Linked DNA regions of Mus musculus: region 1 is linked to region 2. The links are chromatin contacts, called in public promoter capture Hi-C maps. All regions are on one chromosome and are shown on one strand. Each heading gives the region's core, a stretch centred on a gene start, on an enhancer-like site or on the middle of the called end of the contact. The rest is flanking DNA. Distances are from core to core; before and after follow the strand shown. Region 1 overlaps Xkr5 (X-linked Kx blood group related 5). Region 2 has its middle 22 kb from the start of Gm35740.

The links. Promoter capture Hi-C pulls out the DNA fragments that hold promoters and counts their contacts.
Region 1: a promoter capture Hi-C map of the HPC-7 cell line shows a contact between it and region 2. The contact joins two enhancer-like sites. A contact is called at or near these places in 1 of 39 promoter capture datasets (the HPC-7 cell line), 1 of 15 datasets of contacts at CTCF or cohesin (the NIH/3T3 cell line), 2 of 484 Hi-C or Micro-C datasets (both in embryonic stem cells), 1 of 115 datasets of contacts at active chromatin or transcription factors (embryonic stem cells) and 1 of 9 other capture datasets (embryonic stem cells).

Annotation. Positions count from the first base shown.
Region 1 is chr8:18,934,145-18,937,945 of GRCm38.p6, reverse strand. Xkr5 (X-linked Kx blood group related 5) reads left to right here. Exons shown (of 7, transcript NM_001113350.2): 6 at 608-719; 7 at 3,341-3,801. Among named protein-coding and RNA genes, the nearest start is that of Gm40464, 14 kb to the left of the region's middle. Within about 2 kb of position 1,540, at least 144 of the 459 cell types and tissues checked have an H3K27ac peak or open chromatin away from gene starts, as enhancers often do. A contact at or near this core is called in the HPC-7 cell line, where this site is marked.
Region 2 is chr8:18,565,490-18,569,614 of GRCm38.p6, reverse strand. No RefSeq gene overlaps it. Among named protein-coding and RNA genes, the nearest start is that of Gm35740, 22 kb to the right of the region's middle. Within about 2 kb of position 2,519, at least 15 of the 459 cell types and tissues checked have an H3K27ac peak or open chromatin away from gene starts, as enhancers often do. A contact at or near this core is called in the HPC-7 cell line, where this site is marked.

The DNA.
Region 1 (3,801 bases), core at 291-2,790, 370 kb before region 2:
GTCATTGATTGACTGTCTCACCTGGTGTGTTAACTGGAGTTGTCCAGAGCAGGGACAGATGGCGGGTATCTCTATGAGTGGCAGGAGACATGGGTCTCTTGAGTTAAAGAGCAAGTGCTCGCAAGCTGGGGGAGTGACCTCCTTGAATGTTTGTATTTCAAAGCGATGTTCTCAGGTCCTTGAGGTGGGTCGTTGTGAGGGTGGGGTAGGAGATGGATAAGAACAGTGAGGGCCCTAGTTATCTCTCATTGTGTTTCCACCCGGCAGCTGTGATTCCTCAGGCAGGAAGTTCAAGGGGCTGACAATTCACCCCAGGAATGTAGCCTTGGGCTGTTAGATCAGTGCCAGCATCTGTCAGCCATCTTAGTGTGGGCTACATAGAAACACTTGTGCCAAAGCTCAGTCTATTTTCCTGTGTCTGTGACTCTGGGGATGTTCCCATGAATGACGTCAGCAAGCCTTCCTGGGTAGAAACATTCCCCCTGGAGCCTAGCTTCTGTTCGGTGGAGGCTCCTTGGTTTGTGAACCCCAGCAGGTACTAGGGACAGGAGGGAAGAGGTGCAGATAGCAGACCCCCAGGTATGGTGACTCTCTCTTGTCCCCACAGGTTATGCTGCTGGAGAACTCCATACTCTTACTACTGGCCACTGACTTTCTGCAGGGAGTACCAGGGACCAGCCTGTGGACTGTGGTGGGAGTCTTGTCTGGATTTCTGATTGGTAAGACCTACTGAGCCTTCTTAGCCACACTTCCTTTCCAACTTGTATTTGTATTTTATGTTTATTCTTTTCATTTTCAAGTGTGTGCACATATGTTATATACATATGTATGGTATATATGCATGGATGTGCATATATTGGTATGTGTAGGGATGCTCATGTGTGGTGTGTATGTGGAGGCCTGCAGCTGATGTCAGATGTCTTCCTTAGCCACTTTCCACTTACTGAGTCAGGGGTTCTTACTGAACCCACAGCTCACTAATCCCTGATTGTCTTGCGTATAAGAAGAACAATTGTTTTGTTGTTGTTGTTTTGTTTTGTTTTGTTTTTTCTTATTTAGGAACCTAGTACTGGCTGTTGCTAGGCAACTGTTGGGCGGAGCCTAGAGGAAATGCTAACAGGAAGGACAGGGAACAGGTTAGGGGCAGTGGGCAGGGGATGGGACCCATGCTGTAGGTAAGTGCCCTAAGACTCTGAGCTTAGCTTTGTAGACCTGACTAGACTGATGGGGGCCTCAAGGAAAGGTAGGAGCAGCCACGTCTGTCCAAAATGCTGCCTATACATTGAGTGGCCGATTTCTAAGCAGCATGCTTGCAAGTGAATGGCCAAACAGCGAGGTGTCCAGGCAAGAGTTACTCCGCCACCTACAAAGTGGCCTCTGTCTAGTCATCTTCCTGCGGAGAGGGGATCCACTGGGATATGATGTGACAGTCCTCACAGCTGAGAGACCTAACCACTTCGTTCACAGGCGGTATGACCCAGTCCAGTAAACAGGATAGGAGGAAGTAAAACTGCCCTGTCATCTTAGAAAGGACTGGGCTGTGTCATGCTGCTCCGTTGCCCAACAGCAGGTGGCGCTGGACACATCTGTGACTCCTTTGGCCTCCTGGCAATCTCCAGCAGGAAAGGGAGAGTATGTCAAAAGACAGAACAGGAACAACCAAACTGAGTCAGTCCTTAAACTCGGGCATTATAGAAAATTATATTTAATACATGTTTAAAGTCATATCATCGTATGTTATTGACAGACATGATGGTTTGTTTCTATAACTCCAGTGCTTAGGAGGCAGAGGCAAGAAGAGCATTGTTGTGAGTTCTAAGCCATCATGGCCTACATAGTAAGTTTGTGGCAAGCCTGGGCTAAGAAGAAAAACCCTATTAAAATATATATATCCAGAAACAGATCATGGGTAGAGTGCTTGTTTAGCATTCAAGAAGCCCCAGGTTTCATGCCCAACACTATTATAAATGAACCGTACAAGCAGTGCGATCCAAACACTTAGCTGAGACAGGAGGATTGACTCAGGTTTGAGACCAGCCTGGGCTATGAATCAAGGCTTCATCTCAAGAAAACAAGTAATATTTTTTTAAAGAGAACTATAGTATCAAGAACACAGACTTGAGATAGTTCCTGCCCAAATCCAGGCTCCCTGTTTCCTTCTTTCACTGGACAAACGTGTATTGAGTGCCTACTACACACCAGCCTGGAGCTACAGCCAAGAATCCAGCAGGTGGCAGGATCCTACAGAAAATCAACACACCCGGTGCCTCTGGCCATGGCAGATCCCGCTGCCTAACTGGTGCCCGGGGTGCACAGGGTAGTGTTGGGTAACATCCTCTGGCTTGCTGTTCTTTCCTGACCTTGCTGGGATTTGTTTGCCAAAGATGAGTGACTGCATATTGCTAGGGCTCAGTGAGAATCCAAGGCATAGAAGCTAGTATGTGAGCTATGTTCAATGCAGACAGGACTGCTGGTCCTTGTCCCCACTTCTGATTTTCCACAAACCAGTGCCCTGCCCAGGGCCTGCTCTTGTCCCCAGAGTCACTGAGGGTCTGGGGGCACTGTCCTTTGGGCTCTTCCTACGGTCTGTCATGCTGCCATCTCCTGGTGCCTTCAGCCCCCCTCCTCACACTTAGTTCCCATCTTCTACTCGCCTAATGAACACCCCTGAACACAGGCACTTTCTCCAGTGCGACAGGAAACTGGAAACAACGTGGGTGGCTTACTGGAATGCTCTGGTAAAGAGATTATTGCAGCAGTCAACACTTCTGATCGACACAAATGAAACTGACAACAATGTGATTAAGCTGTTTGTGCACAGAGGAAGTGTTGTTGTTGTTGTTCATGGAAATGCCCCGACACGGCTCTGAGGAGCATGACTGACCTCTGCTTCGGGCTCTTGTTTTTGAGGCCGCTTTCTTACCTCCTGCCTGCCCTGGCTTTGGCATCTTTCCACACTGTGCTGGTGGTGGGATTCTGAAAGATTTTGGGAGATCTCTACCATGCCTCTGGTGCTCACTCGCATGCATGCACAAATCTGCAAGTGACGCCAAGCGGTCAATGGAAGATGCCCTCCAGGAAAATGGCTGAGAGACTCAAAAGAAGCGAAGCCATGGTGTACAGTTTCAAAACATTCCTAGCTGGTAGGTGCTGGGCCCTCTTTAAAATCTTGACCCATTGATAGGGTCAGTTCTGAAATCTCAGAACCTTGTTGTTGGTCAACATTATATTGTTCCATTCAAAGTAGCCACTGAACCTGTCACTCGCAGCAGGATGTGGGGTGTCCCGGAACATAACTCTATGTTATCCCTTTTGTGGTTTTTGTTGTCTTCTGTTTCAGGGTGTGCATCGCTGGTTATTTATTACAGCTTACTACACCCTAAGTCCTCAGACATCCAGCAGAGCTTCATGAGGAAATGCTGTGGCCCCATCGAGGATAACAAACCTGAATCAGAACCTCCTCCCAGGGCCGTGGATCCCACAGGGGAGATGCCAGACAGCTCAAGCTGGTGCCAAGAGGAAAGCTATGAGCTAACAAGTCTAGATAAGGCCCCCAGCCCAGAGCAGAACACTGCAGAGGTGGGGCTCGGGGAGCAGAGATCTGGGGAGTCCTCTTTCTTCAGCCACCACCACTGGCTGTTGCTGAAACTCGCTCTCAAGACAGGAAGTGTATCTAGGATCAACGCAGCCCTCGGAGGTGACAGCCCTGGCTGCTCCTGTCCCCCTCTGCTGGGGTCGAGTCAACACTGTGATCTGCAGAGGAAACCCCTGTTTTCCCATCAAGACCTCCCATCCTCTCCC
Region 2 (4,125 bases), core at 1,270-3,769:
TTTATAAGAGTTGCCTTGGTCATGGTGTCTGTTCACAGCAGTAAAACCCTAACTAAGACAAGCACTATTCCATTGTGTTAGATATTGGCCTCTTTTTAAGAATTTAAATGTATTTGTATTTATGTGTATGTATGGACAGCTTTATGGGTTTATGTGCAGTGTGTGTGTGTGTGTGTGTGTGTGTGTGTGTGCAGGTGCCTATGGAGGTAAAGAATGGCATTGGATGCCCTGGAACTTTCCCAGCTGTCCTCTGGGTGCTGGGACTAGAACATGCTCCTGTGTGAGAAGAAGTAGTCTTAACTGTTCAGCCACGTCTCTCTTTCTTGTTTTGAAATTTTAAGATAGGATCTCAAATAAATTACCTAGGATTGCAAATAGCTAGTATTGTGTGCCACTAGGCAGGGCTGGCTACGTTAATCTTTATGTTTATGAAAGTAGTATCTTAGCCAAGAGTCATATTTAATAATTGGAAAAAGGTAAATGGAATATAATATGCGATTTAAAGACAAATCCTACACAAAATATTTAAGCAGAGGAGGGGGTTAGGGGATGGTTGTGGCAGAAGTGGGGGGAGGGGTCTGCAATTGAAATAGAGCAATAAACATAGGCCTCACTGGCAAGGTAATGTTTGGACAAAGGAGATGAAGAAAGTTATCTGATGGAAGGACTGGAGCATTGGACTTAGGAGCAATGTGAGAACAGTGGGGTGAGAACAGAGGACCAGGCTAACCCAGCCATGTGGCTAACAGGGACAAACCCCCTCTTCAGCGAAGACAGCAAGGAGAACTTTTGAGTGGAACAGAGAGTCACTGCTGGGCATGGAAAAGGGAAGTGGTGTAACATGTTAGCAAATTCATTTCAAGAATGCTGACACCTGCTTCCCTTGCCTTCACAGAGAAGCTGTCCTGTGTTATCAGGTTCTCCAGTTGAGGGCATTAGTGGTTGAGACAGTGGTGGTGCATTGAATGGGCTCTCACAACAGATTGCAGCCATAGAAGTGAATATATACATTGTACGCCAGGGACTGTGGTCAACAATATTCACATTTAACCCCTCAGCAAACCCTCACGGAGGCATGGTCTTCACTGACTGCATATATGGTAAGACAGCTCAGGAGTCAGACAGGTCAGATAACTTACCAAGACCGAAAGTTACAGCCAGGGCAGGGCCCAGACCTCTGCCTATATAAGTACATAATTCCAAGTCTCATGAAATGAAAGAACATATGTAAAGGACCGCAAGAGGTTTACCACTAAATATAACTGGTTAAACTGTCCACTACATAGTGAGCTAAGTGGATTCAGAATGCTTAAAAGCATCTTATTATTTTGGAAAGTATCCTCAAGTGCATATATATATATATATATATATATATATATATATATATATATGTATGTATATATATATATACACATATATATTTTTTGGTGCATTAGGATAAGTACTTTGGCAGGTCAAAGAACAGTGTCTTTAGAGATGCCTTAGATAATTCCTGGAGGATGTTAACAAGTTGCCTTCATGGCCGACTGGACCCTGCAGGTGTAGTTTCAGGTGTGACCTTGAGATGGACAAATTTACTGACTCACTGAGCTCAGGGTGGTCTCTAGACCATAAACGAGGAAGAGGATGTGGCTGTGGAAGCAGAAGGTAAATGCATAGGCTCACAAGTCAAGAACCGCAGACACTGGAAGATGTCAGAGACAGGGGCTCCTGTGGGACTTTCAGTAGGAACTTGGCTCTCAGAACCAGAATTTGAACTCAGAATTTGAGCCCAGAAAAATTCATGATGGATTTCTGTTCTCTGAAGTGGCCATTAAATCTGTAGCTGCTTGCTATACACAATGGCAATAAGAAATTAATACAGAGACATGAACAGAGATGTACAAGCAGTGGCTAATGGATAGAAAACTCTGCAGTAAGCTATGCCCTTCACTCCAAAGCATCTTCTCAGAACCCACAGACAGTCTTGTAGTGTGTTTTTCTTACTTCTGTTGTTACTGTGACCAAGTACCTGAGAGGAAGTTATCTGGGGAGGACAGCATATTCTGGCTTACAGTTCTAAGGGAACACAGTCTATCACGACTGGGAAGAATAGTGGGGATGACTGGTGGCAGGAGCAGGAGGCCAGCTGGTCACATTGTATCTATACAGGAAGCACAGTGGCAGAGCAGGAGGCCAGCTGGTCACATTGTATCTACACAGGAAGCACAGTGGCAGGAGCAGGAGGCCAGCTGGTCACATTGTATCTACACAGGAAGCACAGTGGCAGAGCAGGAGGCCAGCTGGTCACATTGTATCTACACAGGAAGCACAGTGGCAGGAGCAGGAGGCCAGCTGGTCACATTGTATCTACACAGGAAGCACAGTGGCAGAGCAGGAGGCCAGCTGGTCACATTGTATCTACACAGGAAGCACAGTGGCAGAGCAGGAGGCCAGCTGGTCACATTGTATCTACACAGGAAGCACAGTGGCAGGAGCAGGAGGCCAGCTGGTTACATTGTAGCTACACAGGAAGCACAGTGGCAGAGCAGGAGGCCAGTTGGTTACATTGTATCTACACAGGAAGCACAGTGGCAGAGCAGGAGGCCAGCTGGTCACATTGTATCTACACAGGAAGCACAGTGGCAGAGCAGGAGGCCAGCTGGTCACATTGTATCCATACAGGAACAGGAGCGTGAAAAGGAAGTGGGGCTGAATTATAAAATTCCAGGGTCTTCGGGGTTCTACTTCTTCCAGTGAGAATTCACCTCCTGAAGCTTGCAGAATTGTAGAACCCAGTGCTAAAATACAGGAGCCTGTCCCCCAATGAAGAAGCTAGAGAGAGCACACAAGGAGCTGAAGGGGTCTTCAACCCTATGGGTGGAACAACAATATGAACTAACCAGTACCCCCAGAGCTTGTGTCTCTAGCTGCATATGTAGCAGAAGATGGCCTAGTCGCCATCACTGGGAAGAGAGGCCCCTTGGTCTTGCAAACTTTATATGCCCCAGTACAGGGGAATGCCAGGGCCAAGAAGCGGGAGTGGGTAGGTAGGGGAGCAGGGCAGGTGGGAGGGTATAGGGAACTTTCGGGATAGCATTTGAAATGTATATAAAGAAATTATCTAATAAAAAAATAGATAAAAAAGAACCCAGGAGCCCGTGAGGGACATATACATTCAAACCCACTCCACGTTCAGGCCAGGATTAAGGACTGAAGCTGAGTGCAATTAGCAGGAGCTGCTGAGACTAAGTTCTCACAAGGCAAGATCACGCAAACATAAAATGTCAGTATGCTTTAGAGATTATTGAGTTTGCTAATTAATAAGGGGATCTACAAAACATTAAGTCCACTTCAAAGTCCATCCCAGACACTGCACGGTTGGAGAGCTCAGGATAAACAGGTTAGATAAGATTGCTGCCTGCGACACAAGACGGGTTCATGTACAGCACCGCCACTAACAGTTGGGTGGTCATCCTTTCCTCATGCAGTTTCCTTTCTGTTGGAAAATCTATGTATTGACACACACCTTTACAAGTCTGCAATTGCTACTCAAGAGCAGACATTCAAAATCACTCCGTGGGCCCTTACTGCCTCTGACGAGGAAGGAAAAGCTTAGGAAGCTGACATTTTGCCTAGTGTCTGAATTTTGAAGACCACCCCCCACCCCTTTTTTTTGAGACCAAGTTTCAGGTAGCCCAGGCTGGCCTTATGGAGCTAAAGAGGGCTTTGAACTCCAGATCCTCTACCTCCTGAAGGCTGAGATTACGGCTGTGTGTCATAATGCCTGTTTTATGAGGTGCTTGGGATAGAACCAGGGTCTTCATTCATGCTAAGCAAACCCAGACACTAACAGCTACACCCTCAGTCCTTGACTACGTGTTCTCAATATTGATCACCCAGCCTGGTGACTTTCAGGCCACCAAGCTGTTGGGAACACACAGAAGTGATTAGAGTCTCGTGCTGGCGCAAGACGAGTATGCCTACAAGCTCCCTTGACAGTCTAGAAACGGGGCAATAATAACAGGGGAGACTCGGAGCAAGCAGAATTTAAATGAGACTGTTGGTACCGCCACTGGTGTCCTCTGTAGAACCGAGACAGGGAAATAACTTAAAGATGTAATTTATAGCCTAAAGGAACCAGGA